7 separate regions of the Mus musculus genome follow, and all the other regions are linked to region 2. Evidence: chromatin contacts called from public ChIA-PET, Hi-C, HiChIP or PLAC-seq and promoter capture Hi-C data. All regions are on one chromosome and are shown on one strand. The core of a region is the stretch at or near the end of the contact, and the rest is flanking DNA. Distances in the headings are between cores, read along the strand shown. Region 1 holds the start of Zfp809 (zinc finger protein 809). Region 2 holds the start of Spc24 (SPC24, NDC80 kinetochore complex component, homolog (S. cerevisiae)). Region 3 holds the start of Atg4d (autophagy related 4D, cysteine peptidase). Region 4 holds the start of Dnm2 (dynamin 2). Region 5 holds the start of Kri1 (KRI1 homolog). Region 6 holds the start of Acp5 (acid phosphatase 5, tartrate resistant). Region 7 holds the start of Zfp599 (zinc finger protein 599).

Region 1 (3,104 bases), core at 130-2,629, 470 kb after region 2:
GGTTTCCTTATTTTCCAGGAACTACAGCTTACAGCATTCCAGGAAGGTACCTGGTCCCCAGGCAGGTGGGGCTTACACGTTAATTTGGGATATTACAACATGACAGATTTAAAATGTTGTTGGTCTTCTATTTGGTTATTATACTCTGAATGTTAATACAGAATGAATGAAAACAGTATAATTACACATCTGCATGAAAGGGCCATAATGCAACTCATTACTCTGAGCATTAGCCGTGGTTTTAATAAAAAAGTTTTGCAGTACTGTTTTAAATTTTGTGTTAAAAATTGCTTCTCGGGCTGGAGAGATGGCTCAGTGGTTAAGAGCACTGACTGTTCTTCCAAAAGGTCCTGAGGTCAAACCCCAGCAACCACATGGTGGCTCACAACCATTCTTAATGAGATCTGACGCCCTCTTCTGGTGCATCTAAAGACAACTACAATGTACTTAGATATAATAATAAATAAATCTTAAAAAAAAAAAAAGAAAAGAAAAGAAAAAAAGAAAAGAAAAAAATTGCTTCTCAGCGGGGCGTGGCGGCTCATGCCTTTAATCCCAGCACTCAGGAGGCAGAGGCAGGTGGATTTCTGAGTTCCAAGTCAGCCTGGTCTACAAAGTGAATTCCAGGACAGTCAGGGCTACACAGAGAAACCCTGTCTCGAAAAAAACCAAAAAAAAAAAAAAAAAAATGCTTCTCATGTAAAGCCCCAGAGGGGCTTTACCTGCTGGAAGACCCCAAGTGAGACAAGATCTATGTTTATTTTTTCTGGTGCGCAGGGATCGATCTTCAGCAGTCTCTCAAGCAAGAGACAGGGGGCGATCCCGGTTCTAGCTTACAAGCACCGTATACATTTTTTTTTTTTTTTAGAGGGCAGATTACAGTAACAGCTTCTAGGCACTTGGTGATGGATGGCTAGACCTTTTGTCTGGTTGGCTGGGTGATATCGGGTCATCCTTGGAGAGTACCTTCGTTCCCCAGAGGGCCCAGGTAGCCTTCAGCCAGCACTTTTTTTTTTTTTTTTTTTTTTTTTTTTTTTCTGGTATGTGTTTTGTCAGAGTCGGTCTGGGTTGGGTCAGAGTTGCTTAATCTTATCATTTATCCACAGGTCAGCACCCCCCACCCACCCCCCGCGCCACACACACACACAGAGAAACACAGAGACACACACAGAGACACATACATCACATCACAGTAAGAAAACTTCACGGGAATTAAAATAAATTATTGTGATACCGTTTTTCTGTCCGCTAAGACTTTCCGTATGATCAGACAGCCTTATGCCCTTTGCTACGCCCCGCCTTCCGTCATCGATTGGTGACTTTGACTGTCACTCAGGCCCTGTGACAGGACCGCTCTGAAATGAGGAAGTGGGGTGGATTTAGAAAGTTCAGAGGAGGTCTGAGCCTGCCATCTTGGGTCCTGTGGTCCCCAGGCGTCCGTTGCGGGAAGTTGTGCTGGTGGCGGAGACCGAGTCACAGGACGCTCCCAGTCCCATCATGGTGAGCTCGGCGCGGCGTCCCTGTGGAGCCGGTGTGGATGGCTGTGGGATGGGGGCTGGGCGGGCTCAGGGCACCCCGGAGCGTCCTATCGCGCCCCGACCATGCGTGGGGACTCGAGCTGGCTGCAACGCCCTGCACAGCTCTGCCACCCACAGGCAAGAGACAGGAATGCCTGACCGCTGGGTCGCTTCAGCGCCGGTGTCACACTAGGAACTCTGGGCTTCCGTTTACCTGCAAGGTTGGGATGGGGAACTCTGCGCCCTGTCTGGAAACTCTCGGAAGCTGGGTGCAGGGAGCTGGGTCTAGTAGGGGTGACTCTCCATCTGTCTGTCACTCTGGGATAGGCCTGTCAGTGTCCTGGCTGTCACCAATCAGGAACTTTATAGACTTGGGAGATGTTGATAGAACCCATCCTTAGGATGGATGAGAGACTAGTGGGTCTGAAAGGATCCCCGAGGATTAAATATTTTTGCGCATTAATTGGAGGAAGTGGGGAAGATAAAAATTCAGTTCCTTGTCCTAAACAGTAGTTTTAAAGTATCTGATAGACTTAATCTTAAAATTGCTGAGGTACAGGAATAGCCACGCATTGGATGTGTGTGGTGCAGACTGTGACGTGGTACCGAGGAGCAGAAGGCAAGGGGGAAGCAGTATGACTGTGAGATCTCTTCAGGCCCTGAGTTGCTCTTTTTTTTTTTTTTTTTTTTTTAAGATTTATTTATTTATTTATTATATGTAAGTACACTGTAGTTATCTTCAGACACACCAGAAGAGGGCGTCAGACCTCGTTACGGATGGTTGTGAGCCACCATGTGGTTGCTGGGATTTGAACTCGGGACCTTTGGAAGAGCAGTCAGTGCTCTTAATCGCTGAGCCATCTTGTAGGACCCCAAGAAGGAGCCCCCCACTCAAGTCTCAGGTCGCGGGGTCACCCAAAGAAACATGAGAGACCTTCTTGAGGCAGCTTTAATGGCCGAGCTCCGGGTCAATCAATACGTATCTCACTCAGGAGACAGAGGAATCGACCCTGAGACTCAAAAACTCAGGGTTTTGATAGGGTAGGGTCTAGGAAGAATTGGCGCGGTAGTGAGCAGAGTAGTACCGGGGCGTATAAGAATTCTAAAGCCGGGGGCTTATCAGAGTCGACAATGCATCTGGTTAATGTTTCAGCTTTTAACTATGCTCTCTATAGAAAGGGGGGCAAGCAGGAGGCGCCGGGCTGCCAGATGGTCAAAGAGTCAGCCAAGATCGTCAGAAGCAGTTCCTATTCCCTCCCTTTCTTTACGACCGGGAGACCTGGGAGACCTAGCTTCAAGACGGACTCGGGCATGCCCGGGCTAGTTTTCTTTGCAGTCTCAGTCCCAGGCCTTTTTAGTTTAAACCTTTTATTTTATTTAATTTCCTTTCATTCCCCTCTTCTTCTGAAGAATAAAGATAAAAAAATTACTGAACTCTTCCTCACCCCAGAGCCCGACCCCTCCCATCTAGAGATTGTTCCCAGAACACTCCTGAACTCTTCACCCCAGAATGCATTCCTGAACTCCTCACCCTAGAGTTCGAACCCTCCCAACTAAAGACTGTTCCAAGAACATTTTTGAGATAAG
Region 2 (3,466 bases), core at 746-3,245:
TAGTCTTATGTAGCTCAGGTTGGCCTCTGATCTCTGAATGGGGGGGGGGGGGTGTCGGTGTGCAGCTCCCTCGCCAGCTTCTGTTATAAACTCTATGATTTGGGGGGAGGGGATGTTGAATGATAAGATGAGGGTCTCACTGTGCTGTCCAGGTTGGCCACAAACTCCTGGGCTCAAAGAATCCTTCTGTCTTATCCTCCCAAATTATTCTACAGAAGCAGGTCACAAAGTATAGCCATCAAATTACTTAATTTTAATTATCTTATGGTATTGGGTTTGAATTTAGAGCCTCCATCACACATGCTAGGCAAGCACTGTACTACCTACGCAGAACCCACCTCAAAAGGCATGTGGGGTGGGACCTGGGTGAGGGTGACAGAGGGTTTCTCTGTAGCTAATTATGTAACTGAGGTTAGCCTTGAATTCTCAGCAGCCTCCTGCTTCGGTCTCCCAAATTCTAAGAGCACATGTTCAAGCCGCTAATGACTCATTCAAAGAAGAAACAGCAGGTTTGCGTGTGGAGGTCAGAGGACAAGCTGCAGGGGTCAGTTCTACCACCTGGCTCCCAGGAATCAAACTTAACATCGTCAGGTAGGCACCAAGTGTCTCTACCCAGTGAACCATCCTGCCAGCCCTCAGGTTTTTACTTCATTACTACTGCTTGCTCCCAAGGCCTCCTGTAGCCACATGTGTTCTCTCTGAGCTACAATCTCAGAGATAAAACTTCTCATTTTACTTTTGGTCTTCTGTCAATCAGGCTGCTTTGAATTCCTTCCAGCCTTCCATTCCTGACCCTCCTGCTTGTCTCTGGAACACTGGTCTGACAGGCCCATTCTGCCATGCCTGGCATGGAACCCAGGGTTTCATGCATGCCAGTCAAGTGTATCCCTGCCCCCTCAACAGTTTCAGGTTTCCCCCAATATCTTTGCAGAAACCCCTCCCCAGTCCCGCCCATGTTACCCCTCCTAATGATAGAAAGCATTTGTCTCCTCAGCCCATCACTGCAGTACAAATGTTATCCTGTCTCCTCTCCAGTAGGATGCCAGCCACCAAGGGACTCCTTCCCTGCTGTCACCCGAGGTCCAGCTCACGGCAGGCTCTGTTCACAAGTCTATTGGGAAGGCACGAAACTTTAAAAAATGTTCCCAGGGCCGGACGTGGTGGCGCATGCCTTAAATCCCAGCACTTGGGAGGCAGAGGCAGGCGGATTTGAATTCGAGACCAGCCTGGTCTACAGAGTGAGTTCCAGGACAGCCAGGGCTACACAGAGAAACCCTGTCTTGAAACAAAACAAAACAAAGTTCAAACAAACCTTTGACAGGGAAGGACACTGAGATGGGAGATTGCTCACACCTGTGACCAAGGCACTGAGGAGCTGAAAGGTTCTTTGAATTTCTCAGCTAAGTAGTTCTCTACTAGTCAGAGCTACATTTAAGCCTGAGTCCTGGAAAGTTAATAAAGGGTCGTGCCCTGCTAACTCTATATTTAATTACGCTTAAGTCCCTAGATGACAACCGTTGTCATGACAACGGTTTCACCGGTGGAGAAATCAAGGCTCGGGTGTGACTGCTCTCCCTCGGAAGACCCTCAAGAACGGCGAGCAGGAGTGGAGGTGGGGGCTGGATCATAAAGACTTCCAAAGGCGCCTGAGCTACGAAGTACGATCGTATAGAGTCGCGCATTGTGAGCTATGACACTTATCTGGACGCCTCTGAGCCATGGCAATTGTCAGATGGGGAAACTGAGGCCCAGGAGTACCAGCTCCCCCCGAGAAGTCCCCCGGGGCTGGGGCGCAGGGGACCGGCCCTCACCCCGAAGCTGCCGGTAGGCGCCGTCCTGCATCTCCAGCAGCCGCTCCATCATCTGCTCGTAGCTCCCGAGCAGCCGCCGCTGCTGCGCCTCGGCGCGGTTGGCCCCCAGCAGGCTCAGTAGCCAGTTGCTCACCTCCACCATGTCGCGGAAAGCCGCCATGACTGATCGCGCCGAGTCCGAACCCGCGCAAATTCGTCTCACCACGGGCCCCGCCCCCTCCCCAGAGCGCATAAGTCTCATTGGATCGTTCCTACGTCCGTCTCCTGCAGGACTCAATCAGCGAGGGGACAGAGCGCTTCGGAAGGAGCGGCCATTTTGTGGAGATCCTGTGCGAAATTTCTTCTGTCACTCAGGTGTGAGGATCAATCATCGTAGGCGGGGGAGGGGGGGGGGCGGCGGCGCGGGGGGGGGGCGTGTCACACGTGGCCAGTTTGCGATTGGCCTGGTACGCGTGCGTCGATTGTCGGGCTATGAACTCCGGGGAGAGTCCAGGGCGTTAGGAGTCTGTTGCGCATGCGTAAACTGGAAAGCTGCGCGACTCTTAGAGAAATTTGCAGGTATCAGTCGCTGCTTGAAGGGCAATGTAACGGATGGTTTATTATTTTTGCTTGTTTTTTTTTTTTAGTTTACTTTAGGAATATATTAATTATACATAAAACTGGGATTCATTGGGTTTATTTTTTTCTTGGCGGGGGTTGGGATGTGTGAGCTGTGAGATGTTGAGACTATGTAGAACTGGCTGTCCAGGAGCTCTTTGTTAGAGATCCATCTACCTCTGCCTCCTAGTGGTTGGATTATAGGAACATGCCACCACAATCATTCACCAGTCTCTATTTTTTAGGCTTATTTCTCTTTCTTTAATGTGTATGGGTAAACGTTTTGCCTACATGTATGTATGTGTCAGCAGAGGTCATAAAAGGGCATCTGACCACTTGGAGCTAGATATGGATGGTTGTGAGCCATCATGTGGTGCTGGGAGCCAAACCCTGGTTCTCTACAAGAGCATCCAATGTTCTGGGAAGGCAGAGGCAGGCAGATCCCAGAGTTTGAGGCCAGCCTGGTCTACAAATAAAGCTCCAGGAGAGCCAGGATTATATAGAGACCTTGTCTCAAAAATAAAATAAAATAAAATCTTTAAGTAGGAGTCTAGCATGTATCTAGCATGTAGCACTCAGGTGATGGGAGCTTGAGGATGGAGGTAAATTCCAGGCCAGCCTGGGCAACAAGAGCAGTGAACCCCGAAGCTGAGCATGGTGGCTCAGGAATCAGGAGCCTAAGGAAGAGGAATTGCCATTCATGGGACTCCAGAGTGCTGAGTGAATTCCAGACCAGCCTGAACTACAAAGTGAACCCTGTCTCCTTAAATACCTATACCCCAGAGCTGGAGAGATGGCTCAGCGGTTAAGAGCACTCACTCACTGCTTTCCCAGAGGTTCTGAGTTCAATTTCCAGCAACCACATGGTGGCTCACAACCATCTGTAGTGAGATCCAATGTCTTTTTTTTTTTTTTTTTGGGGGGGGGGTTTGAGACAGGGTTTCTCTGTATAGCCCTGGCTGTCCTGGAACTAACATTGTAGACCAGGCTGGCCTCGAACTCAGAACCTGCCTGCCTCTGCCTCCCAAGTGCTGGGATTAAAGGTGTGTGCCACCACT
Region 3 (3,181 bases), core at 328-2,827, 500 kb before region 2:
ACACACACCCACGCACGTGTGTGCACTCGCGTACACACACACACACGTGCACATACACACACAGATAAATAAGTGTAATAAATAAATAATAGGCAAATTCAAGGCCATCCTCAGGCACATAGCTTGTAAGTTCAAGCTCAGCCTGGGCTACATAAGATAGGGTCTCAAAATACCAAAATTGGGGCCGGAGAGATGGCTCAGCAGTTAAGGGCACTGGCTGCTTTTTCAGAGGTCCTGAGGTCAATCCCCAGCAACCACATGGTGGCTCAAAACCATTTGTAATGGATTCTGATGCCCTCTTCTGGTGTGTCTGAAGACAGCGACAGCGTTCTCATAAAAATAAAATAAATAAATAAATAAAAAAGATTCACTAAAAAAAATGCCAAAATCGTTTTCCTTTTTTTTTTTTTTAATTTATTTACTTATTATATGGAAGTACATTATAGCTGTCTTCAGACACTCCAGAAGAGGGAGTCAGATCTCGTTACGGATGGTTGTGAGCCACCATGTGGTTGCTGGGATTTGAACTCTGGACCTTCGGAAGAGCAGTTGGGTGCTCTTACCCACTGAGCCATCTCACCAGCCCTCGTTTTCCTTTTATAGTCTTACAGATAACTCCCTCAAATTTTGCTCAGGAGAAAACTGAGGCACTGAGAATCATGACCAATGGGGCACCAATGGGTCAGGGATAGTCACATCCCCAGGGTGACATCTGTTCTGGGTTGATAAACTCTGTTGTGTTCACAGTCTCTTTCGTTCTCATGAAGCTCAGGCTGGTTTCAAACGCCTTGCACAACAGAGGAGGGGCCTGTGCCCCTGCCTTTGCCTCAGAGACTTGGGTTTCATGCACCACTACACTCAGTTTCTGGGTTTCAGGGAATAGAACACAGGGCCTCACGTGTGCTAGGCCCTCTACCAACTCAGCTCCATCGCCAGTGTGCTCAGTCTTTGAGTACCCCAGCACTAAAGAAGCTGACGCAGGCGGGCAGCCATGAGTTGGAGGCCAGCCTGAGCTCCAGGGTGGGTTCTCTGCCTGGGCTCTCCAATTTCACTGCAGGTCGGGGCATGTGTTCTGGGCGTGAACGGAGCTCGTGTGCCTAAGCAGGACTTGAATAGTCGGAATGTATTCTCCTTAGGAGAGTCAGGTCTAAGTGAGAGCTTGTCTCAAAACATTGGAAAGGCCCTTCAGATGGCTCAGCGGATAAAGATGCGATAAAGGTGCTGGCTGTCTAGGAACCTGAGTTGGCTCTTACGAGATCTCCACAGGCACGACAAGCCCCATGTATCGCACCCAGAACATGGGACCTTCAATGCAGTGGAATTTGAGTGGCAGGGCGGGGAAATCTGCACTTTTGAGCGAGAGAAGGTCCGGCGTCCGCAGCTTGAGATGTCATTCAGAACAAGGGTGTGCAAGGCTTGAGAAAGGGCTGTAAATGGGCGTGGCTTCTCCGGCTCTGACCCATTGGTCTGAGATAAGGGCCCCCAGGGACGCGCTTGCGCCTGCGCGGTGAGATTAGGAGGGTGTGGTGAGTCCAAGGGAGGCGGACTGTACAGGGGCGTGGCTTGCTCGCTAGCCAAGCCCACCGTATCCGGGTGCTCTGGGCCACCAAGATGGCGCTGGCTGTGGGAGCCCGGGTATCCGCTGCGGCCAGAGCCGGACCCGGGAGCCCGGCTCTGAGTATAGAGTAACACTGTGCTGGCCGCGGGGCTGCTCCCGAGCGTTCGCAGTTCCCCGGACCTCGGGGACACCTGCGTCCTTCCTCTCCGGCGGGTCCATGAACTCCGTGTCGCCGGCTGCGGCGCAGTACCGCAGCGGGAGCTCGGAGGACGCGCGCCGGGCCGATTGTCGCCGGCCGAGGGGACAAACCCGTATCCCGGATCCTAGCAACCTGGGACCTTCGGGGTCCGGAGTGGCAGCTCTCGGTTCATCTGGGACAGACCCCGCCGAGCCCGACGAGGTGGACAAGTTCAAAGCCAAGTTCCTGACAGCCTGGAACAACGTCAAGTATGGTGAGGAGGGGGTGCACTGGTCAAGGGTGTCAGAGGGGTCAGAGCAAAAGAAACCAAACCTTTACCCTGTCCTGTGGATGAGCCCATCCAGGAGGAGTCACAAGCAGGTCCTCCGCCCTTCCCAGTCCTGGACGTGGGGCAGGTTAAATGGGAAAGGTTTTCAAGCTCCGCCCATTGCACCTGTTTGACCTTGGCCAAATACCTTGCTTTCCTGCGGTCTGTTTACTGCCCTCTGTAACATAGGTGCAATAGTATGAACAGAGTTAATAGATGTTGGTTCACACCTGTAATCCCAGCACTTGGGATGCTGAGGCAGGAGGTTTACCAAGAGTTCTAGGCTATCCTGGACTATATAATAAGTTCCAGGCTGACTTGAGCTCCTCATGAGACTGGGTCTCAAAAAATCGGAAAACAGGGGGCTGGAGAGACTGCTCAGCAGCCTTGGCTGTTCCTCCAGAGGAACAATTACCAGCACCCACATGGCAATTCACAATTGTCTGTAACTCCAGTTTCATGGGATCTAACACCCTCACACAGGTATACATGCAGGCAAAACACCAGTGGATATTTTAAAAAAAAATTGGAAAAAGGCTAGTGAGATGCCGCAGTAGTTAAAGGCATTTGTCACCAAGCTTAAGGACCTCAGCTCCAGCCTGGACCCCAATGGTGGAAGGAGAGCCCCCACTCCTGTCAATGTTCTATACTCCAGACCCAAACTGTGGTGCTTGCTTGTCCACATATATACACAAGCTCACATACACAAAATAAAAATGTGCTTTATAGATTTACAGCAAAACCCAACAGTCAGAATAGAACGGCCCTGGGTTGATAGTGGGTCCTTATGAAGATGTGACTAAGTCCCACCTGTGTTCCAGACAGATGTGGTGTGGCATGGATTTTGCAGAGCCGCCGCCCTGACATCTCAGCTAGGATCAGGCCCAGTTCAACACTGGGGAATGGAAGACCCATTGCTGATACTTGAGTGCTTTAAATTGCTGCGAGCTACTCCATGTTTCCCCAGGTTGGGCAGTTAAAAGCCGGACCAGCTTCAGCAAGATCTCCACTGTTCACCTCTGCGGGCGATGCTACCATTTCGAGGGAGAGGGTGAGGTGTCAAATCTGGAACCAGGGTAGGGGAAGTCTCCTAGGGTTCTCCTTGATTGCCAGGCTG
Region 4 (3,298 bases), core at 134-2,633, 340 kb before region 2:
GCACCGGGCACAGATCTGGTGCGCATAAAAATAAAATAAATCTTTAAAACTTTTTAACTGTTATTTTATGTAAATTAAAAAAATTGTACATGGATTTTTTTTTTTTTTGCCTGCATGTCGGTATGTGCATTATGTCTGTGTCTGTTTCTAGTGGAGGCCAGACGAGGGTGTCAGATTCCTGGAACTGGAATCACTGATGGTTGTGTGAGTTGTCATGCAGGTGCTGGGAACCAAATTTGAGTCGGCTCCCAAGGCAGCAAGTACTGAGCCATTGGTCTAGGAGAAAAAAAAAATTAAAGTAAAAATAAACCTACAGTTGTAGCCATCCGCAAAACACTTGCTTGGCTTAATGGAACTGTAGACTTGACCCTCTGTAACGTACAGAAATAAGCACGAGAGGGTGAGAACGCCTTTATGAGGCAGAAGTGTCGACTCATCTTTCACTGGCACTGGGATTCTTCCAGAGTTGGGATCTGCGATGCTTTCTGCTTTGTTTTGTTTTTTTGTTTTTTTGTTTTAGTTTTTTTGTTTTGTTTTGTTTTGTTTTGTTTTTCGAGACAGTGTTTCTCTGTATAGCCCTGGCTGTCATGGAACTCACTCTGTAGACCAGGCTGGCCTTGAACTCAGAAATCTGCCTGCCTCTGCCTCCCGAGTACTGGGATTAAAGGCACGCGACACCACGCCCGACTGCGATGCTTTCTAAAATATGGGTTTTCACTACAGCCTAAGAATTCAGGTGTAACAGCCACTGAACCTTACCACGGTGTGCTTCCCTGAGCACTGTGGCCTTTTGCTTAAAAAGAATATCACAAAGTGATAGCAAATGCCAGGAAGTTGGAAGAACTTTTATGACACAGTTGTCAGTGAGGATTGGGAAGGTAGTAGCGTGTATCCTAGCAGGAGGGAGGCTGAGACAGGAGGAACATCAAGAGTCTGTAGCCAGCATACAAAACTATAGAAACTATAGAAAAAGATTGCGGCTCTCTTTCCTCTTACTGGTTGGAGTAGAGAAGTGATATTTATATCAGCCAATGAGAAATTTTTACGGAATTAACTAGTGTCAAGTGACAATCCAGTGTTGAAGAATGGATCCCTTACACCCTTGGCAGGTTGACGTTTCTGCGACCAATAAGCCAACCCGAATCAACCTAGTGAGCTGAGGCCTCAGTGTCTTTTCCAGAGACCCCGCCTTCCCGGTCTGACAACCCGGTTTGACTTCTATTGGCTTTCACTTAAGAGTGACAGTTTTATTACCCAGTGAATTTGTGAGATTAGCCCTTCCTCGTGCCTTTTTTATTGGCTCACGTTCTTGAGTGGCAGTGCTTTGAACCAATTGGATATAGCAGTAGGGTTGCGGACTCCGCCCCGGAGGCCGGGAGGGTTGTTCGCTCGGGTCGGGTGTCGCCTGAGAACCGGATGAGGCGGCGACTCTGAGGCCGAGCCGGGAGCGGGCGTCGCGGCGAAGGGGAGACCGGGCGGGCCGGCAGAGCAGAGCAGGAGGAAGCAACGGCCACAGACACATCGGAACCGAGAGTCTTAGTCGGGGGATCCGCGCGGCGGAGGCGGACACCATGGGCAACCGCGGGATGGAAGAGCTCATCCCGCTGGTTAACAAGCTGCAGGACGCCTTCAGCTCCATCGGTCAGAGCTGCCACCTGGACCTGCCGCAGATCGCCGTGGTGGGCGGCCAGAGCGCCGGCAAAAGTTCGGTGCTCGAGAACTTCGTGGGCCGGTGAGCGAGCGCGCCGGCGGCGGTTCTGGGGCTCCGGCCGGGAGGGCGGGCGGCGGCCTAGGGCGCGGAGGGCGGGCGGGGAATGGCGGAACTGCGGCTCGCGGACGCCGCAGCACCGGTGGCAGTGGATAAGGTCTGGGGCAAGAGTCTCCATGGCTTTCCGCAGGGACTGGAGATGCAGATCCAAGTCTGGGACTAGTCGATGATAGTGGGCGGTGTTTGGGGCAAGACGGTCAGTGCCGACCCCTCTTGGTGCTTCTAGTTCCGGCTATGGCTGGGCAACTCTGACATCGCTTTACCTGTAGTCCGGGATAGATCCACTCCTCTTTCCTTCTGCTACCTGGAAATCTTAGTGTGTGTGCTAAGATGTTGAAGATAACACTTGCCACTTAGCCATCCATGGGGAATGACCCCTGGGGTCTGTCTGGCCAGTTATTTTCTGGAGCCTGCTCTCTTGCCTGGTTAGCTGGTTATCTGTTCTAGACAGGCTTCCTACCGGCACCATTTGGTTGTCCCATCTGTCCAAACTCACTCTGAAGTCCACCGTTGTCTGGCTAGCCATCTAAGGTGACCTCTCGTGTGCAAATGCCCATCTGTGCCCCTTATTTACGTGAGTTGGCCTCTGCCATCTGACTGGCTGAACTTTGGGAGCCTCCTGTTATCTGGTTCTCTTGGGCCGACTGGCTCTTTGAATCCATCCATTAGTCTGTTCTCCATTCCCACCCAGGCATCCCTGCCTGTCCATCCTCTCTGAGTGACAGAGGTTGGAGAACTTGGGAAGAAACATTCTTTAGGATTCTTTCTTGGGCTAGGATCCCCTAACCTAGAGCTTCCCAGTTGGAATGCTCTCTAGATAGCTCTGGGAGCCTCAGCTTGTTCCATCTGTCCAGTGGGCAAATTCCACTTGCAGCTGTTTGTAGGATCCAGGAAGTGAGTGAAGGAGGGATGTTGATTTACTCCTGTCCCCTCCCCCTCTGCCTCTCCCCGCAGCAGCACTTCTCCATTCCAGGAAGTGTTCCATGTATGATGCTGCAGTGTGTGCCTACCCAGTGTTAACATTTGCTTTGCTGTGGACATTATCATTGTGTGTGTGTGTGTGTGTGTGTGTGTGTGTCCAAGTGTGTGCCAGAGTGCATTTGTGGAAGTCAGAGGGCATAATCTTTGTGAAGTCCTTCAAAATTTATGTGGGGATTAAACACCGGGCCGCAGACTTATATAGCAAGTCCTAGTATCCATTGAGCTATGTCATTGTCCTTCCATCTTAAATTGTAGAGACATGGTCTCTCACTGACCATGCAGCTCACCGATCTCATTGGGTCTCTCTCTCTCTCTCTCTCTCTCTCTCTCTCTCTCTCACACACACACACACACACACACACACACACACCATGCAGCTAACTGATCTCACTCAGCTATTCTCGCTGGCCAGTGAGCTCCAGGGATCCACCTCTCTCTGTCTCACCCTATCATTGGGTCACACACACACACTCACACACACACCCTCTGTTATTGTTGTTACCAGTCTTTTGTGGAGGCAGAACATCTCTAAATTTGAGGCTAGCTCAC
Region 5 (3,371 bases), core at 806-3,305, 470 kb before region 2:
TGTCTCTCTCTCTGTCTCTGGTTTTTCAAGACAGGGTTTCACAATGTCTTGGCCTGGAACTCATTCTGTAGACCAGGCTGGCCTCTGCCTCTGGAGTGTTTTGGGATTAAAGGTGTGCAGCACCACTGGCTGAGGCATCCCGTCGAGCCTCCCAGGAGCTGTCCGTCTCCGCTTACCTGGCACCAACAGCACCGATGCGTGTGCCGACCAGTTTTTTTTTTTTTTTTTTTTTTTTTTTTTTGGTTTTTCGAGACAGGGTTTCTCTATATAGCCCTGGCTGTCCTGGAACTCACTCTGTAGACCAGGCTGGCCTCGAACTCAGAAATCCACCTGCCTCTGCCTCTGCCTCCCGAGTGCTGGGATTAAAGGCGTGTGCCACCACCGCCCGGCTGCCCACCAGTTTCTATCCTGTGATTTCTCAGGATAAAGCTCAGGTCTTCAGCTTAGCATGGCAACTGCTTTACCAACCCACCCCATTCCCAGCCTTTCTGGGTTTTTTGACACAGGATCTCATTATGTAACTCAGCCTGGCCCTGAGCCCTGAGTTATCAGCCTCCTGAGTACTGATTATGGGTTATACACTGCCACTCTGGGAAGGCATACACTTCATTCAACAACTCAATTCCATCCACACTACGACACTTAGAGAAGATCCCCCGCCCCACCTGTTCTCTGATAGAAGGTAGCATCTTTCTGGTAAATTCGAGGGTCCTTCTTCTTCAGCAAGGACAGAGTCCTGTAAAAGTCTCTCTCCTGCTGGGGATCAAATTCCTAGAGCAGGAAAAGGAAGTAGGGTTGACTTCAGGAGGAAGTTGGGACACATGCAGGTAGGGTGGTGACATATGAGAACAGGCTTCAGCAGGGCCCAGCAACCTTGAGGCCTGAGTGGAGGGGAGGGAGGAAAGGAGGAGAAGCATACACAGTGCTGTGTCTGGGCAGCTGTGGCTTTGACAAGAGTAAAGGAAGCGTTGGGCAGAGAAGTGCAATCTCAATAGGACACTGGAGCCCCACGTGGTGTACTAGATACTGCCACATCAGACTCTTGCGTTTAGGAGTGGAAATGTGGTTCCTAGGGACCACTAATCAGGATGGTGAGGTATCTGTGGTGATGGAGGATAAAGTGAAGATAAAGTAGACAGGATATGACAATCTCTAGGCATAGGGAGGGCTCTACTGGGTTAGTGGAGGAGTTCTGATGGGAAGTCTGGAGCCACATCTGGATAGTAGTGAGGATTTGGTATCTCCTAGATATTGTCACCCAATGGATGAGGGTGTGGACCTAGATGTTCTTATAGGACCCTATGAGATTAAGATAAGGTGCTCGGTCCTTCTGGGGAAATAGGAAGGATTTGGTAAATCCCTAGATACAAGGGAAATGGTGCTTGTTACTCAAGGGATTTAGATGCAATACATGGGGTTAGGGTCAGACTCCCGCTGTATATATAAATTGGGGTGCTCTAGGAGTCTTGCGGCTAAGTTAGCAAAGTAGGTAAATTCAGTGACCACCAGGAAGGGCCTATCTGTCACTTAAGGGATGGGGAGGGAAATCAAGAACATCCCCATAGGGTAAGGCACCTCTGTGCATCCAACTGAGAGCTCAGTGGTTGGGAGGCTTGGAGTCTCTTCCAGAAAGGAGGATGTATTTGGCGATCCCTGAGTTGAGGAGGGTACTGCCTGTCACTCTACGCATGGGGGCGGGTCCTGAAGACTCCGGGACAACCAAGCCCGGTTAGGGAAAGCCCCATGTACATGGGTAGGACGCGAAGCCGGGTTGCGGAAGCTCACCACATGCTCATCGCTGGAGTCAGACTCGGAACTGGAGTCGCCACCGACGTCCGGATCTCCATAGCGATCTTTCACTGTGGAATATACACGGGGTTCCTCATAGCTACCATCACCAGACCCAGTTCCCCACACCTTGGCCTGCGCAGGCGCCCCTCACTCACGTCGCTGAAGTTCCTCACGCTCGCGGTAACGGCTGTAGCGCGCAGCAAACGCTGCGTTCACCTTTAGGCACCCAGAGGCGCGCGGTTCCGGCATGGCGGCTGTGAGACCTAGCGCGCACGCGTGCAACCGCCCCTCCGGGGTGTGGCTTCTCTCCGGCACGCCCCCTGAGGGCTTTTCTTAAGGAGCATGTCCACTGCAGACGCAGTTTGCTCCACCCTCCGTTCTTCCAGGATCCCGTAGGCCTTTTGCTCAGCAGGCCACACCCACCGGGACAAGCCTCTGCGGGGAAAGGCCACAAGCCACCGCCCACCCTTCTCCACCCTGACGGCTCCCGGCACCCAGCTGACATCTGGGGGCCCCTTTCTACACTCGCGGTTTCCTGCCTCTCTTCCGTTCCGACAGCACCCGACCGCTGCCCCACCCAACTCAGTTACCCTGACGCCCTGGGAATGACCGTGTCGACAACCCCAGCACCCTACACCATCCATAGTCCCATCCTACCCTCCGAATACCCACCCCATTCCAGACTCCTAAATCTGAAGTCATCATCGCTGTCTTAGTTTAATGGGCCAAAACATAAAATAATCACACAAAACAATTTCTTTCCATAAAGCAATAAATATTTATATTTCAAACTCTGTACAACAGACTGGAAACCTTCCAAGAAAGAAAAATGAACTCATGTTATCCTTTTAATTGATTTGAAATGCTTTCCCTTCCCCCTCACATGCCCAAAGTAGATGGCTCACACTTCAGGGCTCTCTGAGCACAGCCTGCCAAGGTCACCAGCTTCCAAGGGGCCCGGGAAGTGATGACCTCACTCTGAGGCTAGGGCTTTAAACCCCTGCCCTGGTGCAGCCCCAGTGCAGAGGAAACTGAACCGTTTAGATGGCTGTTGCCTGTAGGAGCCCCTTCTTTGTCCAACACACCAAAAGGGGTGAGAAAAACAAATGAGAAACACCCCCCAAACACACACACTCAAGAAATCAACACCAATAAACCACAAACTGCTCCTCCCACTCCCTTCTTCAATGGACAGGTGTGAAAAGAGAAAGTTTCTTTCCTCTTTTGTTGACAAGTAACCCAGTAAGGCTGGAGACAGTGGCCTTGGGTCACATTGGGATCATCATGTGCCCCTGCAGAATGTCCATGAGGTTCTGAGCCCCTCTCTGCCGAGCCAACTCCAGGGGAGTGAGACCGGAAGCGTCCCTGTGGTGGAGATCAGATTCAGGAGCTAGGAAGCTGACCACGGAGCTATGGCCCTCTCTTATCGCCAGATGGATGGGGAGCGACCCAGTGCTGTCCAGGGCATTGACATCAGCACCATGCTCCACCAGAACCTTCAGGGTGTCCAGGAACCCGGTGCGAGCCGCATCATGCACAGGACTAGTACCGGAGGCATCTTGGACATTGGGGCTGGCACC
Region 6 (3,040 bases), core at 371-2,870, 370 kb after region 2:
CAGGCACTACCATGGAGGTGGAGCAACTGGACCAGAAGTTCAAGGCCAGCCTCAGCTACATTGGGAAGTTTGAAAAATGGAAACAGAAAGTCTGAGATAAAGACATAAGACCGGTCTTAAGACACACACACACACACACACACACACACACACACACCCTAGCCATCTACAGCCGTCAGTTCCACAGACACACCAGTAGCAATTGGGCCTGCAAGGAGCTGAGGAGCTGGGAAGGTGGCCCCCACAGGCCTCTTCCACCTCGCTCCTCTGACACTTACCCTGGAGGAAGCACAGGTGGTCAGAGAGGCTGCAAGAGGCAGTTAAGCTCCTGGACCAAAAGCGGTGATCACCGAGTCTTTATTCTCTGGGGCAGAAGTGCATCATTGGGAAAGATGATGCATTTTCTCCGAGGATTGTCCAGAAGCCCTCCCCTTGGGTCATGTGAGCACTGGACTTCCCCAGAACTGGAAATGGGGCTGGGGCGGGGGCACCCAGGCCAGACTGAGCCGTGAAAAGTTTCTCGAAGCCAGCACAGTCAGCCAGGGTCTGATGGTAATGTGTACTGGGCATCTGTAGGTCCCGAGTTTGACTGTTCACTGCACTGAGGCTGTTCTAGGCTGAACGTCTGTGTTTTCACACCCTTGGCTGTCTGTAACTCGCTGTCACTTTTTCTGGGTGGGTGTCTCGACTCTAGCATGGGAACCTCAGTGGCTTGCCTGTGACATACACTCCAATTATTTTTTTTTTTTTGTTTTTGTTTTGAGACAGTGTCTCAAGAAGCCCAGGCTATCCCTAACTTCCTCCCTGGGTAGCCAAAGATGAGCCACTTCCAAGTGTTGGAATTACAGGCCTAAATAATTCCTCTGTGGCGCCCATGTAACAGCCCCCTGTCTCCTCTGTGTTTTGTAAGTCCTAGTGCAAATTGTGTATCTGGAGTCATCTAAGTGTGGGACTGTCTCCGAGTTCCCCCTCGCCATCATAAACAGCAGCAATAACTGCCTTTTCCAGGAAGTTCTGTCCACACTCTTCCATGGCCTTTCCCACACCCGGTTTCCAGCCTAAGGAACTTCCAGAAGGCACACACCACGTGGCTGGCTGTAGCCTTTTGACCTTGGCACCTACAGCAGTCAGCTGCAGGCTGTTTCGACCGCAGAGCCCAGCGCTGTGGTGGGTGTGGCCAGCTTCCCACCTCCTCCCCTCCCTCCTTAACTTCACAAGCCGCCCAATCTTTCCAGACTCCTTCCTTGAACACTCACCACCAACCCCTCCGGTCCCTGCAAGCTCGGATTCTGGAATCTCTCGTTCCGTGCTTTGCATAAAGGCTCAGAGAGGGTCAGCGACTCACCCCAGGTCACCCAGCGAAGAGTTTGCCTTGCATTCCCCACTCGCACCTCTCAGTAGAGGCGAACAGGAAGGAAGTGGGGTGGCCCCAACAGACAGAGACCCCCTCCCCCGTGGGAGGCAGAGCAAGGGCCTGGCGGGCGAGTCTCACCTTGGCGGTGGGTCCAGGACAAGCTGTGCTACCCAACTGAGCTGCGGATTCGCGGCGGGTCGCTCCGGGCTGCACGAGTTGGGAAGAGGCGGCGCGGGCCAGCCTTCGCCCACGGCTCCCTGCCTGCCCTACAGAGTCCAGAGTTGCAGAGGGCGGGTGCCTCGGTTTCCCCGCCCCAATCCTGCCTCAGCCATTACCTGGCGCCTCGCCTCCAAGGTTCAGAGTCCCAGGAGTTAAGGGAGACCCGGGACCTGATTTCAATACCACCTGCCTTCGACTTTTGGGGTGCTCACAGCCTCTGGTGGCCGCGCAGGGGAGGTCCAGCCCCGGACTGAGCCAGGCTCGGTCTCCCGGTCTTTAAAATGGGTGAGAAGATACCAGGCTGGTGGCAGGTCAGCGGTGGAGGGCTTGCTTGGCCCCAGAGCGGCTCGGGTTCCATCCCAGCAGTGGGTTTGGGGCGCGCGGGGGGGCGGAGGAGGGGATTTGACTGAGCTATCTGTGCCAGATAACAGCCACCTGTAAAACAGGCCTTCAAGATTGATCGGGAGAGAAGGAATTTAGGCAGAGAGGGACCCAGAGGGGCGGAGCAAAGCCATCCTCTTCCGCACACTGCAGGTCTTTCCTGTTATTTCAAACAAGAAATTTTGCCGGTTTGCAGGGAGGCTGGGGTGTGACTCAGTTGGTAGAGTGCGTGCCAACACGTACGAAGCCCTAGGTCACAGACGCAGGCCGGTATACACCAGGTGCGCAGTGTAACCCTGGGCCGTGGAGGTCAGAGGGTCAAGAGTTCATGATAAATCTCAGCTCCATAGCAAGTTCAAGACCTGAGACTGTCTCATTCATAAATAAATAGGTTGTCCTTAGAATTCCACAAAATAAAGCTGGGCCAGAATGGGACTCACTTCTTTAATCCCATCACTCGAGAGGCGGAAGCAGATCTCTGAGTTAAAAGGCGGCCTGATCTATATAGCAAGTTCCAGGATATCCACAGCTACACAGAGAAACCCTGTCTCTAAAACCAAAACAAAACCTAAACAGAACAACAAAGGAATCCCAAAGAATAAAGTCTGGCGATGGGCCTTCGAGATGGCTCAGAGCGGCACTTTCTGGCAAGACTTGAGAGCCTGAGTTCCATCAGGTTTCCGGAAGGAGAGCACCGGCTCCCAAAAGTTGTCCTCTGACCTCCACATCCGGGTTGTTGCCCTACCAATAATAAGTAAGTAAATAAATGTAATAAAGATTTAAAGAGTCCTGGTGTGGTAGATCATGTCTGTTAATGGCAGGAGGATTGGAGTGAGTTTGAGACAACTGGGCTAAATAGGGAGGACTGGGTCAGCCTGGGCTAAAGTGTGAGATCCTGTCTAAAAAATACACTTCCCCAAAAAATGAATTCCTGAGAAAAAGAACATAATCCCAGGGGTTGCTATCTTTCACATGCCCAGTGCACTCATAACTGTACACTGCTCCAGTGGTTATCTCTCACATAGCCCAGTGCACTCATAACTGTACACTGCTCTTGCAGAGGACCAGGTTTGGTTCCCAGGACAC
Region 7 (3,060 bases), core at 1-2,500, 500 kb after region 2:
GCTCTCTTCAATGGCTGTTGACAGCTTGAAGTCTAACAGAGTCACGCCAGATATTGAATGTATCAGATAGCAGGACTCCTAAACTCTAAACAAAACTATAAAAATTGTGTGTGAGCCGGGCGTGCTGGCGCTCGCCTTCAATCCCAGCACTCGGGAGGCAGAGACAGGCGGATTTCTGAGTTCGAGGCCAGCCTGGTCTACAAAGTGAGTTCCAGGACAGCCAGGGCTACACAGAGAAATCCTGACTCAAAAAAAAAAAAAAAAAAAAAAAAAAAAAGTACTCTGTTCTTAGTATGAAAATTAGTGCAAACATTTTATAAATTTATAGTCCAGTTCCTTAAAGCCGTAAACATAGAACTACCAAAGGACCCAGCAATCACTACCGCCGCGATGTATCTAAAGGAACAGAAATCTGAAAGTTAGAAAATGGCCTCAAGGATGAAGATCAGACAGAGGACCAAGGTCATTCCCAGCTACATAAGAACCTGTCTCAACGAAAGTAAAACAGCACTCCTTTAATCCCAGCCCTGGAGTGGCAGAAGCTGGGAGATTTCTATGAGTTTAAGGCTAGCACAGTCTACATAATGAGTTCTAGGCTAACCAGGGCAACACAATGAGACCCAGCTGCCAAAAGAGTAAAAGGCTTCACATCCATGTTCACGGTGACACAGTTCAATCCCAACGCCGACACAGAAAATGGAAGTGCTTCCTAGGGGTGGGTTCCGAGTTCATGCCACAGATAGATGGGGTTCCAGGATCCTGGGAAACGGAATAGAGCCCGAGGTCCCAGGGACAGGATCGTCTAGGCACCAGACTTAACACCCCAAACTCCAGATACAGCGTCTCAGGAATTGAACTGCGGGGACCATGGGGACAGAGATGTGTGGCCAAGGGGCAGAGACAACAGAGAGCCGATCGACTGGGTCCAGGTTACCGTTTCCCGTGCAGGCCCGCAAGTCCCAGGCTCCGGGCCAGAGCTGCGGCAAGCGCTGCAGCAGGGCTCGGGTCCCTGCAGGGACCAGGGACGGGACAGGATTCCTGGAGCCCGCTCAGCCCCAACCCCGCAGCCCGGGGACAAAGGGGCTCGGCTTCTGGACCTGCCACAGACTCACCATCTCAGGATTCCGGGACACCCAGAGCTCTCACTGTGGTTCTCAGTGGGGAAATGTGACACGCGGCGGCAGGCAGAACCTCTCCGGACTTCTGGGCGAGCGCGGAACACCTGGACAGGATCCAACACGGAGAACATGTGGGACAGTGGGGCAGGAGGTAGTCAGAGCCCAGGACTACAGAAGACTGAGGCCCGCCCCTACTCTCTGTCTGTGTGTCTGATTGGACATTTGTCGTTACGGTTTTCAGAGACAGAGCTTCCTGTCTCACCTTCTCAACCTTAAATGTCACCAACCATTGGTGAATTTAAAAAGATTGACAAGTTCTTGGCTGTATTGTAAGGCAGGGCTTCCTATAGGAAAACCAGCGCCAACCTCTACTTAAGGTTATATCATCTAATGTGTATTTATAAAGAGAAATAGTAGCATTACTTTTTTTTTTTTTTTAAATCTCTCTATGTAGTCCTGCTCTGGAACTTGCTATGTAGACTAGGCTGGCTGTGAACTCACATAGATCTATCTACCTGTCTCTGCATTCCCTGTGATGGGATAAAAAGTGTATGCCTCTATTATTTCCACAACTGGAGAAGACCACCGACCAGATCATCAGGGCCAAATTAATTAAAGCAAGCTTTTAAAAATTCCTGCCCACGGGATGTCTCTCCCCAAAGGTAGGTTTCAAGAGTTCAGCATTTGGACATGGGTAAGATTAGGGCTTTTATAATTCAGAAGCAGGGAGTTTACAAATGGAGGATTTGACAGGCAGATAGTTGGAGTTACAGAAGCAGAACATAAATGTAACAAGTTGGTCACAGTAACTTTTAAAACAAAAGCATGGTTGACTTTCCCCGGAGCAGGCAGTACAGAACCATTTGTACTTAGGTACAGTCGGGATGTAGTCCAATCCTTGAGCAGATTTATGCATAAATAGGAATGAACCTAATTTGTCTTTATTATAAGATGGCTTGCAAACCTAAGCTGGAGGCAGACTGGCTGTGACTGTCTTTGTAGAAGTCATCTTTATGATTATAAAAGTATGTGTTCATGTAGTATGAAATAAACTCAGATAAAATTTAAGCATATAAAGCATTGTTCAATACTATAAATGGTCAAATGTTAAGTGTTTTATGTCTTAATAATTCTTGGTTAATAGACTATAAGTGAACAAATTTATTTTTTTAGATTATAAATGATGTGACATTTCCCCCCAGTTCTACAAACTCCATTATCAAATGTGCTAATAGAAGGTTGAGAGAGAGAGACAGAGACAGAGACAGAGAGACAGAGAGGGAGGGAGAGAGAGAGAGAGAGAGAGAGAGAGAGAGAGAGAGAGAGAGAGAGAGAATTTTCTGCCCAGCTAGTTACATTTCTGCACTTGCTGGTTTAACATCACAGTCTTGTGTGGAATGTGCCTACGTCTGAAACAAACATGAATAAGATAAAGAGAATGCAGCCAGGCGTGGTGGTGAATGCCTTTAAGCCCAGCACTCAGGAGGCAGAGGCAGGTGGATTTCTGAGTTCAAGGCCAGCCTGGCCTACAGAGTGAGTTCCAAGACAGCCAGGGCGACACAGAGAAACCCTGTCTCGAAAAACCAAAAAACAAACAAACAAACAAACAAACAAACAAACCAAAACAAAAACCCTATCAATCTTTTCAGGGTTTACATAGCTGATGAGACTCTACACACAGTGCCAACAACAATTAGCATGACACAGAAGAACTATACAAAAGCCATCCCCAAAGCAAAATTTAGAAACTTTAGTTTGGTGGAATAAGTCTATTCAAAATTTTAAATCTCTCACAAAATTGAGAACGATACTAGCCTAATCTTGAAAGAAAATATTTTATCAACTGTACAGAATGAGGAGACACTAACGTGGGCAGCAATGAAGAGAAACCATAGAAGTTTTGTGCTTTTTTTTTAAATGTGCCTTGCTCCTTTGCTCTTAC

What was found. Promoter capture Hi-C pulls out the DNA fragments that hold promoters and counts their contacts. Hi-C and Micro-C count contacts between places; a contact is called where the count stands out from the background. ChIA-PET counts read pairs in DNA pulled down with a chosen protein or histone mark. HiChIP or PLAC-seq counts read pairs in DNA pulled down with a chosen protein or histone mark.
Region 1: a Hi-C map of B cells shows a contact between it and region 2, with 5 read pairs. The contact joins the promoter of Zfp809 here to the promoter of Spc24 in region 2. A contact is called at or near these places in 3 of 39 promoter capture datasets (erythroid cells, liver and pre-B cells), 1 of 484 Hi-C or Micro-C datasets (B cells) and 1 of 115 datasets of contacts at active chromatin or transcription factors (memory CD8 T cells).
Region 3: a contact with region 2 is called in a promoter capture Hi-C map of pre-B cells. The contact joins the promoter of Atg4d here to the promoter of Spc24 in region 2. A contact is called at or near these places in 2 of 39 promoter capture datasets (liver and pre-B cells) and 1 of 9 other capture datasets (liver).
Region 4: a contact with region 2 is called in an RNA polymerase II ChIA-PET map of effector CD8 T cells, with 5 read pairs. The contact joins the promoter of Dnm2 here to the promoter of Spc24 in region 2. A contact is called at or near these places in 2 of 115 datasets of contacts at active chromatin or transcription factors (effector CD8 T cells and pancreatic cancer cells) and 1 of 9 other capture datasets (adipose tissue).
Region 5: an RNA polymerase II ChIA-PET map of memory CD8 T cells shows a contact between it and region 2, with 39 read pairs. The contact joins the promoter of Kri1 here to the promoter of Spc24 in region 2. A contact is called at or near these places in 1 of 484 Hi-C or Micro-C datasets (embryonic stem cells), 1 of 115 datasets of contacts at active chromatin or transcription factors (memory CD8 T cells) and 1 of 9 other capture datasets (liver).
Region 6: an H3K4me3 HiChIP or PLAC-seq map of embryonic limb bud shows a contact between it and region 2, with 3 times the contacts expected there. The contact joins the promoter of Acp5 here to the promoter of Spc24 in region 2. A contact is called at or near these places in 3 of 39 promoter capture datasets (cranial neural crest, erythroid cells and hippocampal neurons), 3 of 484 Hi-C or Micro-C datasets (B cells, CD4 T cells and embryonic stem cells), 4 of 115 datasets of contacts at active chromatin or transcription factors (embryonic limb bud, large pre-B cells, memory CD8 T cells and 1 more) and 2 of 9 other capture datasets (adipose tissue and liver).
Region 7: a contact with region 2 is called in a promoter capture Hi-C map of pre-B cells. The contact joins the promoter of Zfp599 here to the promoter of Spc24 in region 2. A contact is called at or near these places in 3 of 39 promoter capture datasets (cranial neural crest, maxillary cranial neural crest and pre-B cells).

What each region holds. Positions count from the first base shown.
Region 1 is chr9:22,224,333-22,227,436 of GRCm38.p6, forward strand. Zfp809 (zinc finger protein 809) reads left to right here and starts at 1,380. Exons shown (of 5, transcript NM_001164624.1): 1 at 1,380-1,500. The coding sequence starts at 1,498.
Region 2 is chr9:21,758,308-21,761,773 of GRCm38.p6, forward strand. Spc24 (SPC24, NDC80 kinetochore complex component, homolog (S. cerevisiae)) reads right to left here and starts at 1,996. Exons shown (of 5, transcript NM_026282.6): 1 at 1,812-1,996. The coding sequence starts at 1,971.
Region 3 is chr9:21,263,708-21,266,888 of GRCm38.p6, forward strand. Atg4d (autophagy related 4D, cysteine peptidase) reads left to right here and starts at 1,578. Exons shown (of 10, transcript NM_153583.10): 1 at 1,578-2,010; 2 at 3,032-3,115. The coding sequence starts at 1,776.
Region 4 is chr9:21,423,525-21,426,822 of GRCm38.p6, forward strand. It overlaps Dnm2 (dynamin 2), which reads left to right and starts at 1,384. Exons shown (of 21, transcript NM_001253893.1): 1 at 1,384-1,732. The coding sequence starts at 1,572.
Region 5 is chr9:21,285,914-21,289,284 of GRCm38.p6, forward strand. Kri1 (KRI1 homolog) reads right to left here and starts at 2,056. Exons shown (of 19, transcript NM_145416.3): 1 at 1,947-2,056; 2 at 1,786-1,859; 3 at 666-771. The coding sequence starts at 2,040. It overlaps Cdkn2d (cyclin dependent kinase inhibitor 2D), which reads right to left. Exons shown (of 2, transcript NM_009878.3): 2 at 2,550-3,371. The coding sequence ends at 3,060.
Region 6 is chr9:22,130,245-22,133,284 of GRCm38.p6, forward strand. Acp5 (acid phosphatase 5, tartrate resistant) reads right to left here and starts at 1,621. Exons shown (of 5, transcript NM_001102404.1): 1 at 1,493-1,621.
Region 7 is chr9:22,258,645-22,261,704 of GRCm38.p6, forward strand. Zfp599 (zinc finger protein 599) reads right to left here and starts at 1,251. Exons shown (of 5, transcript NM_181419.3): 1 at 1,113-1,251. The coding sequence starts at 1,115. It overlaps Gm39307 (predicted gene, 39307), which reads left to right and starts at 1,458. Exons shown (of 2, transcript NR_166680.1): 1 at 1,458-1,780.